Linked DNA regions of Hordeum vulgare: all the other regions are linked to region 1. Evidence: chromatin contacts called from public Hi-C data. All regions are on one chromosome and are shown on one strand. Each heading gives the region's core, a stretch centred on a gene start, on an enhancer-like site or on the middle of the called end of the contact. The rest is flanking DNA. Distances are from core to core; before and after follow the strand shown.

Region 1 (4,793 bases), core at 1,013-3,512:
TTTTTTCAGATTAACAGGGCACCTCTCTTCCTTTTGTATGGAATGGCAGCAGATTAACAGGCCTCGGCAAGCATTTAAAAAGAAGTAATAGGAACTGCAAATTTCTTCAGGTTTCATCATGCTCTGCTGCATAAAGGGATTGCCAACATTTTTTCGTGTAAATTTTATTTAGTTCCAGATTACCAGTTTTACTTGCTCGCACCAGAAAAAGAGAAAAAACAAATTACTCAACTAGGTCATTACTTACGGCAACAGGTTTCAGCGCATAGAAAGGAGCATTTTTTTAGGGGAGCTCACCTGGGAGTTTCTTAGGCTTACGCAACGGAATGAACTTGGCACCGATGGCTAGTGCAATCGCCGGGCCAAATATAAACCCTCTCGCCTCAATCCCTGAAGAATGGAAACAAAAATAATCATAAATAATATGATGGCACACAAGGTAACTCCATTTAGTCGAGAATAACAAGATACTGTCTTACTGGTAATAAAAGGAGAGGGTTATGAGGAAACAGAATGGAAAACCCAAAACCAGGACCAGGTAGGGAGGAAGCAGACAGAGGATCCAACAAAGGAACAAAGCAAAATCTGAGAAGCAGTACTTTCCCGTGAAAACGACGGCAGATTGGCCACATCCACGCGCATGACCTCAGAGCAAACGGGGTGCTACAGGCGCCTACTCCGTCCGTCCGGTGTACCGCCGGCCTCCCACCGTCCGATCCGATCCCCGGCAGACACGGCCGCGGCCGTCGGACCACGGGGGACCTCTGGTCCGGTCCCCTCGCTGGCCACGAGATCTGCCCGTGCCAGGGCTTCTACGTGCGCCCCGGATACGCTATTGAATGCGCCAGATTCCGCCCGACTCGTCACGGCCCATGGGCTTTTTGTAAAAAAAAAAAAAGGCCAAGTTGGAGCAGCGCGACCGCGTCATGTGCCAAACATTCTGGCACGCACGCACGCACGCTGCGGGTGCCGCGTCGGGTCGAGCAGGCGCCGACGCATACATTCCTGATTCCTCTACCTCTAAACAACGCTATGAAAAAAAGGGGGCCTTCTTGTTCTGACCTGATAATATACTACTGTAGGAGTAGTAAAGAGCAGCTGGCCTGCCGATTCCTCACATAGAGATCGACCATAATATGGGCATGGCATTACCAATAGTACTATCTTATCTTAGCATAAAAGACCATAACCCGCACATGCAGAGCGTAGCAAACACCCGAGCCCGACTTTCCCTTTCGGTAGGCAGCCCTCGCGTTCGTGACCGGAAATGGCCGACGCCATTGCGAACCGTCACCCACCGCCACAACAGGCCCTCGGCGAACTCCTCCTACTCTAGCGATTTGGTAGCGGTGCTAGTACAACACACAGTGGCACATACTGTATTCTACTAACATGAAGGGCGTGGCAAAGCTTGGCCAGCAGGAACAGGAACAGGAACAGTAGCGTGGGACTATTATTGTGGCTGCTATATGATATTGTTCTCCCGAGAAAAGGCGGAGGACGGGTGAGCAGCAGCCAGAGTGATGCGAAAAAGCGCACCCGGGCGACGACAAGCATGCGGGAGCAAAAGGACCACGGGAGATCTCCCCCAAAGATATTACGGAATCTCACAACAACTCACCGAAGCCCTCCTCCTCCTCTCTCTACCAGTACCACCCCTGCCTCTTCTTGCCTTCAGAGGACGGGAGGAGGGCGGAGCGGGGTAGACAAGTGTACGTACATGCATGGGGATGGGGGAGCTAGGAGTAAGCTAGGAATTACTACTAAGGAGTAAGGAGGGACGGGTGGGTTACCGGCGACGGCGGCGATGTCCATGCCGCGGTAGCGCTCGACGAAGATGTCCACGGCGTCCTTGAACACCCCGGGCCGCAGCAGGAGCGTCGTGATGTCGTTGAACATGATGCCTGCGATGGGAGCCAACAAGTTTATGTAGTCGTGCGCTGCGCTGCTGGATGGGGTGGATCAAGAGTCAAGAGAGGGTAGGACCTACCTGGCTTGGGGAAGTGCGGGACGACGCGGATGGCGTCGGAGATGCCCTGCAGCCGGGGGTCGGCGGGCGCCACCACGGCGTCGTCGGCCTTGACGTCCGGCATGGCCACAACGGCGTGGCCGTTCTCCTTGACCTTGCCGTTGCCGTTGCCGTTGGCGGCCTCCATCACGGCGTTGCAATTGGCCTCCTCGCCCATTTCCACTCACTCTACAGAGCTGCGCTGCGCTAGATAGGAGCTGGAGTGTTGAGGTGAACAAGTGAGTTAATGTTGCTTGCTGACGGGTGCCGGTGTATATATAGCAGGGAAAAGGAAAGGAGAAGGGGGGTTGGGGTTGCGGGGGCGTTGCTTCCTTTATTACTATCATCGATCCTTGGACTTGGAAACAAGCAGCGGACCACCACGGGCCCCTGTTCACAACGCATAGCCTGTGACCCCTCCCGCGTAGGAGTAGACCCCGTCTATAGCCTATCCACAGCCTACTTGTACGTGACAATGTGTGTGTGGGCGTGGGCGTGGGCGTGGGCGTCTGTGGGCGCGCGCGGGCCGCGTCGCTTTCCCCCAAGCCCAGACGCAGCGCAGCGCAGCTACCACCTCTGTTTCTCTCTCTACTACTCTACTCCCGCGTAGGAGTGTAGAGTTTTCTTCCTCTATTCGTGAGCAGTGGGTAGCCGTTTCAGAGAAATCAAACAGGTGGAGGGAGGAGTTACTCCACTTGGCACCTGGCGCCGTTTCCCACAGACGCGCGCACCATCTTTTGCTCTGCTTTTCACACCTCCGTCTCCGTGCTTCGTCGCTCGCTCGGCCGCCTCGGCATGGCGCTACGTCCAAACACGCAGCCGGAGCGGAGCGGAGCGCACGGGGTGGGGATCCGATGCGGATGTGGATGCCGGTGCTGCATGCCCTGCCGCGTGCAGGATCAGCACTGGGCGGCGGTACGGCGCCAGTTATGTCACCTTTATTTCGTCCAGGTATTCGGTGCACCGTGCCGCGAGCCCGGACCCTTGCTGCATGCTGCTGCTGCGATGTGTATGTATGTATGCCTCGACGTCTTCGCTCTCTTGGATCGCTCGTGAATTCATGATTAAAAACGGTAAATGCAATCAATTTTGGCACATACTATTGGACGTGCTTCGACACAAATTGAACATATTTTTTATTTTTTTATCACATGGTTTATTACAGAAATCAATATAAATAAAAAATAATTTAACAAATCAAAATAGTTCAACAAATAAAAACTCATAATTCATCACACATCGAGCTAGGCTTTGTCCTTGAGCCTTCATAGATGCTCCACCAAATCGTCCTACAGTTGTTGATGCATCTATGGATTTCGGATCTCCTGTCGCATGTTGAGGAAGGCAGTACAGGTTATCGATAGCTGTTGATCAACTTGGGCAAGAGGGCCATGTCTCTAATATGGTTCAGTGTCAAACATGATGGGGATATGTACCTAGGGTAGGATCACACGCCTGACCTGAATGTCCTATGCAAGGGTACCTCATTATTAGGTCAAAGGTCAGACAGAAGATTCCGACTGGATGAAGATGGCACCTAAAAAGTCACTCGGTATGTAAACACTCGGATTATATTCCCATACACTCAACGACCGGTATCCACTCGGAAGGATTCCGGTCGACATTGAAGACGAGAAGTCACCCACGAGGGCATACTGACACACGTTGAGTCAATGGTCTTTAGTAGCATTTATTACCCACTTACGTTATCAGTAACGTATATCTTTAACTCATATTGATCGAGACCTTAGATGTTGAGGCCTTGATGAGAGGTGGCGCACTCTATATAAGCCACCCCTCCCCTCCGGCACAAGGGTTTGCACCCTCTGTATTACACAATCCACACTGCAAGAGCTCCCGAGCACGTGAGACGTAGGGCAGTTACCTCCAAGAGAAGGGCCTGAACTCATACATCTTGCGTACAAGCTTGTCGTAGCTAGGACTCTCCCCTCTCCATTCGTATCCTACACCTCTACTGTCAGGTTTATTCCCACGACAGTTGGCGCCCACCGTGGGGCACGCGTCTAAGCAACTTCCGGCAAGTTTGCATTTTTCACTCTTCGTCATGTCTTCTGGCGGCGGTTCGTTCATGGGTGGTGAGATCCGTTTGGCGCCCTCATCTTTGTCGCCGACCACTCGGCATGGCTTCCAGAAGCGCCACTCGACATCGAGGCGCTCCCAGTCCATGGAGGGACGCACTGTTGGGGAACGTCGCATGGGAAACAAAAATTTTCCTACGCGCACGAAGACCTATCATGGTGATGTCCATCTACGAGAGGGGATGTGTGATCTACGTACCCTTGTAGACTGTACAGCAGAAGCGTTACTGAACGCGGTTGATGTAGTGGAACGTCCTCACGTCCCTCGATCCGCCCCGCGAACCGTCCCGCGATCAGTCCCACGATCTAGTGCCGAACGGACGACACCTCCGCGTTCAGCACACGTACAGCTCGACGATGATCTCGGCCTTCTTGATCCAGCAAGAGAGACGGAGAGGTAGAAGAGTTCTCCGGCAGCGTGACGGCGCTCCGGAGGTTGGTGATGATCTCATCTCAGCAGGGCTCCGCCCGAGCTCCGCAGAAACGCGATCTAGAGGTAAAACCGTGGAGGTATGTGGTCGGGCTGCCGTGGCAAAAGTTGTCTCAAATCAGCCCTAATACCTCAGTATATATAGGAGGGAGGGGGAGGGAAGAGGCAGCCTCAAACCCTAAAGGTTTGGACGAAATTGGAGGTGGAGGAGTCCTACTCCAATCCTACTTGGAGTAGGATTCCACCTTCCCACTTG
Region 2 (4,793 bases), core at 753-3,252, 720 kb after region 1:
CAATGATACTATTATACATCTAGAATTAAGAACCAAGAACAAACAAACAGTTGAAGTGTGTAATAGTAAGAAGCAGCAAGATAAATACCAGAGCATACTTAGCTAATATCAGATACATGATACAATATACATGTCAAGTAACTAAGAACATTACATAGTTTAGACAATTCAATTTATTCTATCCACGAAACATTTGGTTATCTAATTTGCAAGTACAAAGCTACAAGCGTAAATTCCCCAATCATACAACCAGTGACGACACCAGTGCACACTTCTGGGCGACTACACGTATTTCTGGTTGCCTGCACGAAGAGAGCTAGCCCCATAGGACATACCCCCATTCTCTGGCTAGCCTAAGTTTGAAGATGCATTCAACAGTTGAAGAAATCTACGAGTTGATGAATGGCCAAAATTGACTGCCAATGATGTCCAACTTGCTGGGATTGGGAAGGCTAGGGATCAAGATTGTCAACTAACAAACCAGCCGGCGATTTTGGGGAATATAAAGTCTACATGGCTAAAGTATCCCACATCCTGGTTAATTTGAGCCTAGCTGAGTGCATGCTAGTAAGGGATGTTTGGTCATCCCTGGCCTGTTTGAGTTGTCCATGGCTGAGTGAAAATGTTTCTGGGTTGGCTGCGTTACAGGATTGGTGGGGATTTTGCATGTGAGAGCGTGTTTGGTTGGATTTGTCCATAGTTATTGTGATCATTATTTCTAAAAGGTGGTGAATTTGCCCCCTTGTGTTGTGGGATGGGTGGTCTGGAAAACAGCCAAGTACTTGTGATTAATAAACGTGTACTTTGAATCTAAGTTGACTACTTAATACTTATGTCATTTCTTAGGACATGTACAACAGCATCCACTCAGCCGTCTGTAACGCATGCCACATGGGATTTTTATCTACGTTGAGGAGAGAGAATGAAAAGAGAGAAGGAGGGTGTCGATTATTCATCAGACGGTCGATATCCAAAAATATCACTCCGTATCAACAGCCATTTGCCGTTGGGATATCATTTTTACTAGCGATCACAAAGCATCCTGTGCTTGCCATATCTGACAGGAAAATTGTAATTTGTTGACCTTATGTAGTTTACAATTGTCGCAAACACTGAAACACAAATGTCATGACTACACAGCTAAAGCAAATTGGTTTTTCAAATATTTTAAAATCACATAAGCATGAGACATGAGTATAGCAACCTACTCACCGTGACACCATTATACATCAAGACCTTAAGAACCAAGAACAACCAAACAGTTCAAGTGTGTCATAATAGTAGGTAGCAGCAAGATAAATATCAGAGCACACACTTAGCTAATATCAGATACATGGTACAGGATTTAGACAATTCAACTAATTCTATCCACGAAACATTTGGCTTATCCAGTTTGCAAGTGCAGAGCTACAAGCATCAATAGAGCTCAAGCTAAAGCAAAAAATCAGGGAAGAAGACCGTTTTTGGACAAACTGTTGTACAGGTAGTCTTTACTGCTGTCTATAGGTGATAGCTACAGTCGGGGTTATCTACACTAATGCACATGCCCTTATGCACCATTTAGGATGTAATCAAGACAATGTAGCCTGTAGGTACGCTGCAGTTAGAATTCTGATATTTGCTTGATTCATAAATCGAGTTCAGTAGCATCTGTAAACATTGCCGTCAACTCTGTCAGGGGGGATCTACAGGTAACAGCACTCGGGATTGTTTGGGATGCATAATCCTCAACGCCACAGATGAACAACAAAAAATGACAGGGAAGCAAAGACCGGATTGATAGGACCACCGCGCTCAAATTAGTCAGAGAATCCCGTTGAACTTACCACATAGGCTCGAGGAGTGGAAAGAATGGAGGGCGGAGAGATGCAAGTAGCGGCCGGAAGCACGACCGGGGGTCAGCAGAGGAAACCCTAGCTTGGACGAAGACGGGGAAGGAGGTGTCGGACGAGCGAGGGACGCACAAGTTTTTTTTTTTAGTTTGGGGGCGAGAGGTTGCCTCGTCGCTCCACCAGCCCACCGTTGCCTGCGCAGGGCCTGGTTTGTCATTAGCTGGCCAAATGGGCCGTTCTTCGCGGGCGGGACCTCGTAGTCAGCGCCCACGCACACCTCCTCATGGGCTGGCCCACACATAGAGCTGGGCGCTGGAAACCAGCGCGTCCGGATCCAGAGAGCAACTGATTAACGAACGCTCCTTCCAAAGATTAGCCAGCACTCCCTCACAAGCATTTCAGCAATCACTTCCACATGGTGCTACTTGGCGCGTTCCCAATCATCGTCACATATCACGCTCTAAGCGTTCCCTTCTAATTTTATTTTTTTATTTTTTCACACGCGTTTTCTTCTTTTCGAGTGATTTTTTTGCGGATTTTTTTGGTGTTTCGGCCTTTTACCGGTCTTTAGTAGCTTTTGGACGAAAAAAAAATATTTTTTAGGAAAGAACACATTTTCTTTTTTTTTACGTAAAAAAACGCATTTTCTTTTTTTTGCGACAGACACGGTTTTGCCCTCGCGAGAGGCACGACCGTGCCTCTTGGAAAGGAAAAAATGCGTTTTCTATTTTATTTTTTGCGAGAGGCACGATTTTGCTTCCGCGAAAGGTACAAATTTACCTTCACGAGAGGCGCGTCCGTGTCTCTCGGAAAGGAAAAAACCTTTTTCAATTTTTTTTGCGAGAGACACGGTTTTCCTTCTGCGAAAGGCACGATTTTGCCTTCGCAAGAGGCACGCCCTTGCCTCTCCCGAAAGGAAAAAAACGCGTTTTTTTCGAGAGGCACGGTTTTGCCCGCGAAAAGGCACGGTTTTGCCTTCGCGAGAGGCACGCCCGTGTCTCTCCCGAAAGGGAAAACGCGTTTTCTTCTCTATTTTTTCCGCAAGAGGCACGGTTTTGCTTTCGCGAGAGGCATGGTTTAGCCTTCGCGAGAGACACGACTCGTGCCTCTCGGAAAGGGACAAAAACGTGTTTTTTGTTTTTTTTATCACGTGAGGGACGGTTTTTCGTCCAGTTTTTTCTTCCGGTTTTTTTTCGTGAAAAAAAAAAGTTCGAGATTTGGACGAAACGATTTAAGAGATAAAACATTTTCAAAATACGGACCTACGAAAAAATGGAAAAACTCCCGATTACAACGAGTGGCACACATGTAGTGTGCCCGTTGTCCCAACCAGAGAAGGTGGGAGTGACCTTTTAAAGGAGTACTCCACAATTAGTGATTTCGGGTTTTGGGGAGCAACTAGTTAGGCAGCACTCCTTCGTGAACCTCCCAACAATCTTTCTCATGCGCCGCCACTTGATGCACTCTCAGCGGCCGTCACTTGTCGCGTTTAAGTGTTTTCTTCGGATTTATTTTTCTACACACGCTTTCGTCTTCTTAGATTGTTTTTTCAGGTTTTTGGTGTTTCGGTTTTCGCTCGTCTTTCTTAGCTTTTCGATGAAAGAAAATTTTAAAAAAATTGCATGATAAAATGCGTTTTTTTCTGCGACTGGCACGTTTTGCTTTCGCGAGGCACGGTTTTGCTTTCGCGAGGCCCTGACTATCAAAAACGAAAAAAACGTGTTTTTTATTTCTTTTTGCGAGAGGCATGGTTTTACTTTCGCATGAGGTACAATTTTGCTTTGACGAGAGGCACAGTCGTGCCTCTCGGAAACAAAAAAATGCACTTTCATTTCTTTTTCTATCAAAGGCACGGATTTTCTTCTACGAGAGTCATGGTTTTTGTTTTTGCCAGAGGCACGGCAGTGCCTCTCAAACAAGAAAAAAATGTGTTTTCAGTTTTTTTTCGTGAGAGGCGCAGTTTTGCTTCCGTGAGAGGCACGACCGTGCATCTCGGAAACGAAAAAACGTTTTTTTTCTTTTTTTTTTGCGAGAGGCACAGTTTTACCTTCACGAGAGGCACGGCGGTGCCTGTTGGAAACAAAATAAACACGTTTTCTGTTTTTTCTGTCGTGAGAGGCACAATTTTCTATTCGGTTTTTCCGTTCGGTTTTTTCATGAAAAAATATTTGTCAAAACCTATCAACATGGGATCTAGTTTTGAAGATATCAACACAAGGAACCCGATGGTGAAAATGGTCCGAAACTCGGACACGCGGTTTAAGAGATAAACCATTTTGAAAATACGGATCAAAGAAGAAAGAGAAAACTCCGAGGTTGCAACAAATGACACACATGCACTGTGCCATTTACTGCAACCTCGGGAGGTGGGAGTGATCTTTGAAAGGAGTACTCCTCAATTGGTGATTTCGCTGGGTTTTTTCATTTTGCTAGTCAAGGTTGATAATAACTTTTGTAACCTCTTCTAAAATATGTGTTAACTTTTGTAATCCTCTTGCTAGGGTTTTGTTTCCTCCCGGAGCAATTTTTTGCTGCCATCGAGTCTTGCTTCCCCTACCTCTGCTTCCATCTACATGCTTATGGTCCTCGATTGGTGGTGTTCTTTGTGGCGCCCTCTGGTCCTGGCGGGGCTGTCGAGGGTGAAGGAACTAGGATTCAATCTAGAAGGCTCAATCAAGGATCTATCGGGTTAGGGATCGACATTTCAGCTAACAAGGCTTTCAAGGGTCTATCACGACACGTTCATGAGAGATCGCGGCGTGGGAACACTGATGAAGGGACTGGCACTGCATGAGGAGGACCTCGACAACGTGGTGTTTGATGAGAAGGAGGTGTCGTCGGCGGATGCTCGGTGGATCGCTCTTGTAAGGGCTCACTGTACCAAAACCTATAGCCAATTCTGATTTTTCAGGGATATGAGAGCAGCATGGGATCTTGCCCACGAGGTGAATTTCAAGCCTT
Region 3 (4,793 bases), core at 1,372-3,871, 590 kb before region 1:
GCCGCCTTGTTAAACATCACCAGCAAAACTGCACATTGTAAAAAATATTAGCAAGGGAATTCAAAATTTCCACAACATAAAGAGAAACAGAAATATCATCAGGAAAGTTCCTGTGCGGAAACCAGTTTGTAATGCTTCTCAGAAGATAAAAGATAAATATGAACAATTTAAAAAAATCAAGAAATTTTCACTCGCAATTATAATTTGGCAATGATTCTATTATCCACTTTAAATGGCAAAGGATTTTCAATGTTCCCATCAGAATTTGATCTCTCTTACTATGCCAACACAAGGTTAGCAGATGTATGCATGTTGTATTGAAGAATCATACTCGTCAAAGTCTCCGTTCAAACAGGGTAAAATTCTTCCTCGATACGGTAGAATTCCCGACCCCTGGTAGGTACTACCGAGATGATTCCTACTTGAAGCTCTGCTGAGCAGTTAGATAGAAGTCAACAGACCAGTCCCCATCCCAACCCCAAGCACCTCAGTAACAGAAGTGATGCCTAACAGACACAAACTGCAACTAGTGCTACATTACAAGACCATACCAACATTTCTATCTCCAAATTCATACAATGGATCTAGCCACCCCGTGATGACCAAAGCATGCAATTCATGCCACATAGAACTGCATCTAAAACCAAACAAGACAAAAGGAGTGGGTTGACGTATCAATGATGACCATGTAGGAGAGCGCGATGGAGGTGCCGCAGAATGTCATCATAGTGGACCCTTGAACAGAGCAGCAGCGCCACCGGCTCCTAAGAGAATCACATAGCCATGACAAGAAACAAGCAACATACTTTGGTCGGATCCACAAGAGCCAGCACAATTAGTTATATAAATTATACCACCAAGTTGATCATCTTGCAGTATGATTATATTTGACATATCCAGCGCTGTGATATTTACTACAAGCCAAATGCTTTTTTTTCTTTCAAGAATACGCCATGGAATGGATAATGCAGTTCTGGGAGGAATCGGTAGTTGGGCACTGGATCCCTTCGGACCTGGAGAGCGTGTGACACTGGGTCGGGGTTTGGTGAACCAACAGGTCGCTCCTTTAGTTGAAGTATCGGGCCCCTTTTTCGTTGCCTAGGTTACACCTTCGGAATACCCCAGACGGGGATTTCGCTCTATTCCCCCCAGTCTTCACTTTACGCCACGCCAACTCTCCGTCGTGAAATTAGACCAAGGGTCGAAGGCCCATAACCATATCAATTCCAAAGAAGTGGCAAACAAGCCAATTACACCATAAGCCATACAACACTATATCTATCAGAGATATTCCTCGCTAATGCCTACCCCTAACGGCGATGGAGTGCCCCTAGCCGCGAAACTCGACAAGCCAAACGATTGTCTTTACTGAATTGTGTTTCTGAGATAGATGGGCCTGTTCCAGTATATGTGGATTGCACTAGCCCTTTCCGTCAGTTCGGGTTTTTGGTTGCGTTGGCTAGTGCATGAAGCTTGACATGGTATCGGAGCTAAGGTCTTGAGTTCAAGTCCTGGCTTTCGCAATTTATTAAAAATTGCTGGTAGCCCCCCATATGTAGTGGTAATAGCCGGTTTTTACTAGGTCTATAAGTAGCTCTTACTGACGAATACCTACGGTGACACCCACTGAGCGGTATGTACTTTGCGTATAACCTGGGCAACTGAACTGGCAGTACTAAAATGGTTTCATGCTAGACACAAGTCAACCAACCAGCACTAACTCCAACTCCCAAGAGAGGCACAGAATCGCAGATCGAGTCACGCACCGGAGCAGGACATGCACGAGACCGATGCGATCATTGTGCAGCAGTGTTTGAGATAGTTGTCCTTGTGGCACTCAAATACAAATAGATAGTAGAGACAGCCAGTTTTTACTAATGCTAAACCATCTCCAAGTCTAAGTACTAGCTCTTACTTATGAATACCTATAACCTGTGGCAACTGAACTGGCAGTACTAAAATGGTTTCATGTTAGACACGAGTCAACCAGCCAGCACTAACTCCAACCCCCAAGTAGCTGAATAAGGGATGTGACGGGCAACTGAAGCAACGAGCTAGCGACGATTAGCAGCAAATCAAGCGCTACCCTTTACCTGAACCCACCCAACGAGCCACAAGCCCGCCGCCGTAAACGAAAACACACAGACAAGGCGTCAATTCTGCGCCACACCACAGTCGCGCAGAGAAAAGAGAAGACGCGGATCGAGGCGCGTACCGGAGCAGGACATGTAGGAGAGCGCGGCGACGGCGCCGCGGCGGGTCATGGCGGAGCCCTTGAACAGCGCGGCCTCGCCGTCGCCCTTCCCCGCATCGGCGGACACCGGCAGCAGCACCCCTCCTGCGCTCTTGGCCATCTCCCCTCCCGGATCTCCGCCCGCGAGCGACCACGCCGAGGAGGAGGAGGAGGAGCAGCGGGAGGAGGAAGGATATTTGTGGCGATGCGCGGAAGGGGAAAACGGCCGTTTGGGAGCGAGCAAGACTCGTCTCTGCTTTTGGCCCGATCGGACGGGGAGTTTTCGGCGACTCGGCCGCTCCTGTGGGCTGCGGCTGGCTGGGGAAGGGGAAACTTCTGCCCGACCGGCCGCGCCTGCGACTGCCTGTCAGCGGCGTTGGCCAGCGCGGCGGGCGCCCTTTTATAAGCCGGGAGCTTGCCTGCCTTGTGCCTTGTGGTGCGTCGTTGTTGGTCACGTCTGGGATGAGATCGAGCGCACCCGGCACAGCGCAGCTCCAACATGGGGGGGCAACATGGCTGGGTGGACGCTTATCTCAAGTGCTCACATGCCACCGGTCGATTAAACAAACAAATCTCCCGAGGAAGGGTGGAGGGGATCCACGAGCCGGATATGGTGGCGTTATGTGTCACGATTCGAGGGGCTCTGTGCGTTAAAAGATTTGTGTTGCTAAGATGGAATGGAATTTGCTCCTGCTACTAGTGCGCTGCGTAGGTCTGGTCCGAGGAAACGAATATCTGGTCTACAACCCAACCGAGGTACAGTACTTACTATGTTTGGTGTCACTTAATTCCTGAGGATATGATTCTGATTGTGGTGTGTATTTGCTTCTTTCCTTGTTCACGAATTCATGGAAAATATTAAAGGGCAAGCTGTATGCTGTGATGCCGTGTTGCCATACTGTCATTTTTTAAGCATTTATGTGCTGCCTTTTTTTCTTGCGGAAACATTAAGTTTTACCTCGATAAGTCCGATATACATCCTCAAGCGAACATAAACACTTCTACTACCTTAAAGCATTTTTCAAAATAAGCAGTTTTTAATGGTTGCTGTATTTTCTTTTACGTAAAAAGAAACTTGTTTTCTTAGGAGAATTGATGTTCTTTGTTCAAGAGTTTTTGGTACATCCGAGAAAACAGGTATAACCCGGAGGAATGTGCAACCATGCCTTACAAAGTTTATTAAGATAACCTTCCCTAACTAATATGGGTGTTGCTCTCTTGCAAAACGTCTAACCCAATTGAGTTAATGCTCACTCATGGTATGTTAGCAAATTCTTGATCTTTCTATGATAGGTTCATACGTGGACCGGTCCAGCTCTTGTGACATCAGGGTTGTACTCACATCTTGATTGTGTGTCTCATGCAAGAGCTGTTGAGCTACCACCTCAATGATGAGTTATACTACTCGCGGCAAGCAAGCAACTCGGCTAGCTCGGTTTCCGTAATAGATGGGGGAAATGACATGTTCTAGCCAAGAACTTGCCATAATGATCGCGCACGGCCGCTCCACCACCACTATAGCAATCTAGGTTTACGGCAGCTCATCCGCATTTTTCTTGAGTCAGCCCACCTTTGGAAGGCGCCATCTTCCGATTGGTTTAGCAGTCGAAGACGGTGGGGAGTTGGCATGAGCCTCCAGTCATTCCTCCAGTTGCCTCTACACCCGGTGAGTCAATCGGCGAGCCCCTTTTTCTCGTCCACAAATAGCACAAAACACCTCATGTTTGATGCGATGACGGTGCAATTCCGCCCCATAGCCAAGCTAATATGCGCTATGCGCCAAACACGTATATTTTCTTTGTTTGGGACATCAAGGGCCCACAACTCTAGCCGCCCTCGATGTGAAGCCACGAAAGATGAGATCTCCTATATCCCGCCTTGTGACTGTTCAGCTCCATTTTCAAATGATAGGCCCACCTAACGATTTTAGAGCTCATGACTTAGCCACGTCCATGTACTTTTGTCAGCCGATTCCATCGGCCCTTGCATCGCTCCACCATCGGAGCTGGGGTGCCCTAGCTCTGTTGTTGGACCGGTGGTTGGGCAGTAGTGGACCGCTACTTCCACCATAACTGGTACTACCAGGGCACTAAGCGTTCGTACCAACATGTGCTCTGCAACTTGGTTTCCCACAAATAACGTATGTGCCGATCATTGGACTGGTTGTACCGCTCATGTGTTTTCCTACAACATAACATGCAGATTTGCAGGGGGCTATAAAGGGGGTCTTCTTCCCCATTGCCCCTATGGTTCTTGAGCAAGCCCCCCCCCCCACACACACACACCATTATTGACCTCTTGGAGCTTGCTTTCTATCTACCCCCCCCCCCATTCTTGCGTCTATTTGAGGAAAAAGAGAGAGGAGATATAGATGTACATTCCCGCCAATCCATATCTCCAATAAGTGAGGGGAACCCCTTGGATCTAAATCTTGGAGTTCTCTATGTTCTCCTTGTTCTTTCTCTCGTATTTCTCAATTACTTTTGTTGTTATTGTGGGATTTTGGAGTGAGGGACTTGACCACTTCGTGTGTTCTTGTCATTGCATTTGTTGCATCGGT

The links. A called contact is a pair of places that touch in the nucleus more often than the background predicts.
Region 2: a contact with region 1 is called in a Hi-C map of seedling, with 5 times the contacts expected there. The contact joins the promoter of LOC123402409 here to the promoter of LOC123401984 in region 1. A contact is called at or near these places in 4 of 6 Hi-C or Micro-C datasets (leaf and seedling) and 1 of 1 datasets of contacts at active chromatin or transcription factors (embryo).
Region 3: a contact with region 1 is called in a Hi-C map of leaf, with 5 times the contacts expected there. The contact joins the promoter of LOC123402327 here to the promoter of LOC123401984 in region 1. A contact is called at or near these places in 3 of 6 Hi-C or Micro-C datasets (leaf and seedling) and 1 of 1 datasets of contacts at active chromatin or transcription factors (embryo).

The regions. Positions count from the first base shown.
Region 1 is chr6H:359,644,298-359,649,090 of MorexV3_pseudomolecules_assembly, reverse strand. It overlaps LOC123401984 (adenine phosphoribosyltransferase 1-like), which reads right to left and starts at 2,262. Exons shown (of 6, transcript XM_045095848.1): 1 at 1,991-2,262; 2 at 1,794-1,904; 3 at 298-390. The coding sequence starts at 2,186.
Region 2 is chr6H:358,921,099-358,925,891 of MorexV3_pseudomolecules_assembly, reverse strand. It overlaps LOC123402409 (trafficking protein particle complex subunit 2-like), which reads right to left and starts at 2,002. Exons shown (of 6, transcript XM_045096333.1): 1 at 1,827-2,002.
Region 3 is chr6H:360,234,401-360,239,193 of MorexV3_pseudomolecules_assembly, reverse strand. LOC123402327 (UDP-N-acetylglucosamine transporter UGNT1-like) reads right to left here and starts at 2,621. Exons shown (of 10, transcript XM_045096230.1): 1 at 2,216-2,621; 2 at 1-28. The coding sequence starts at 2,354.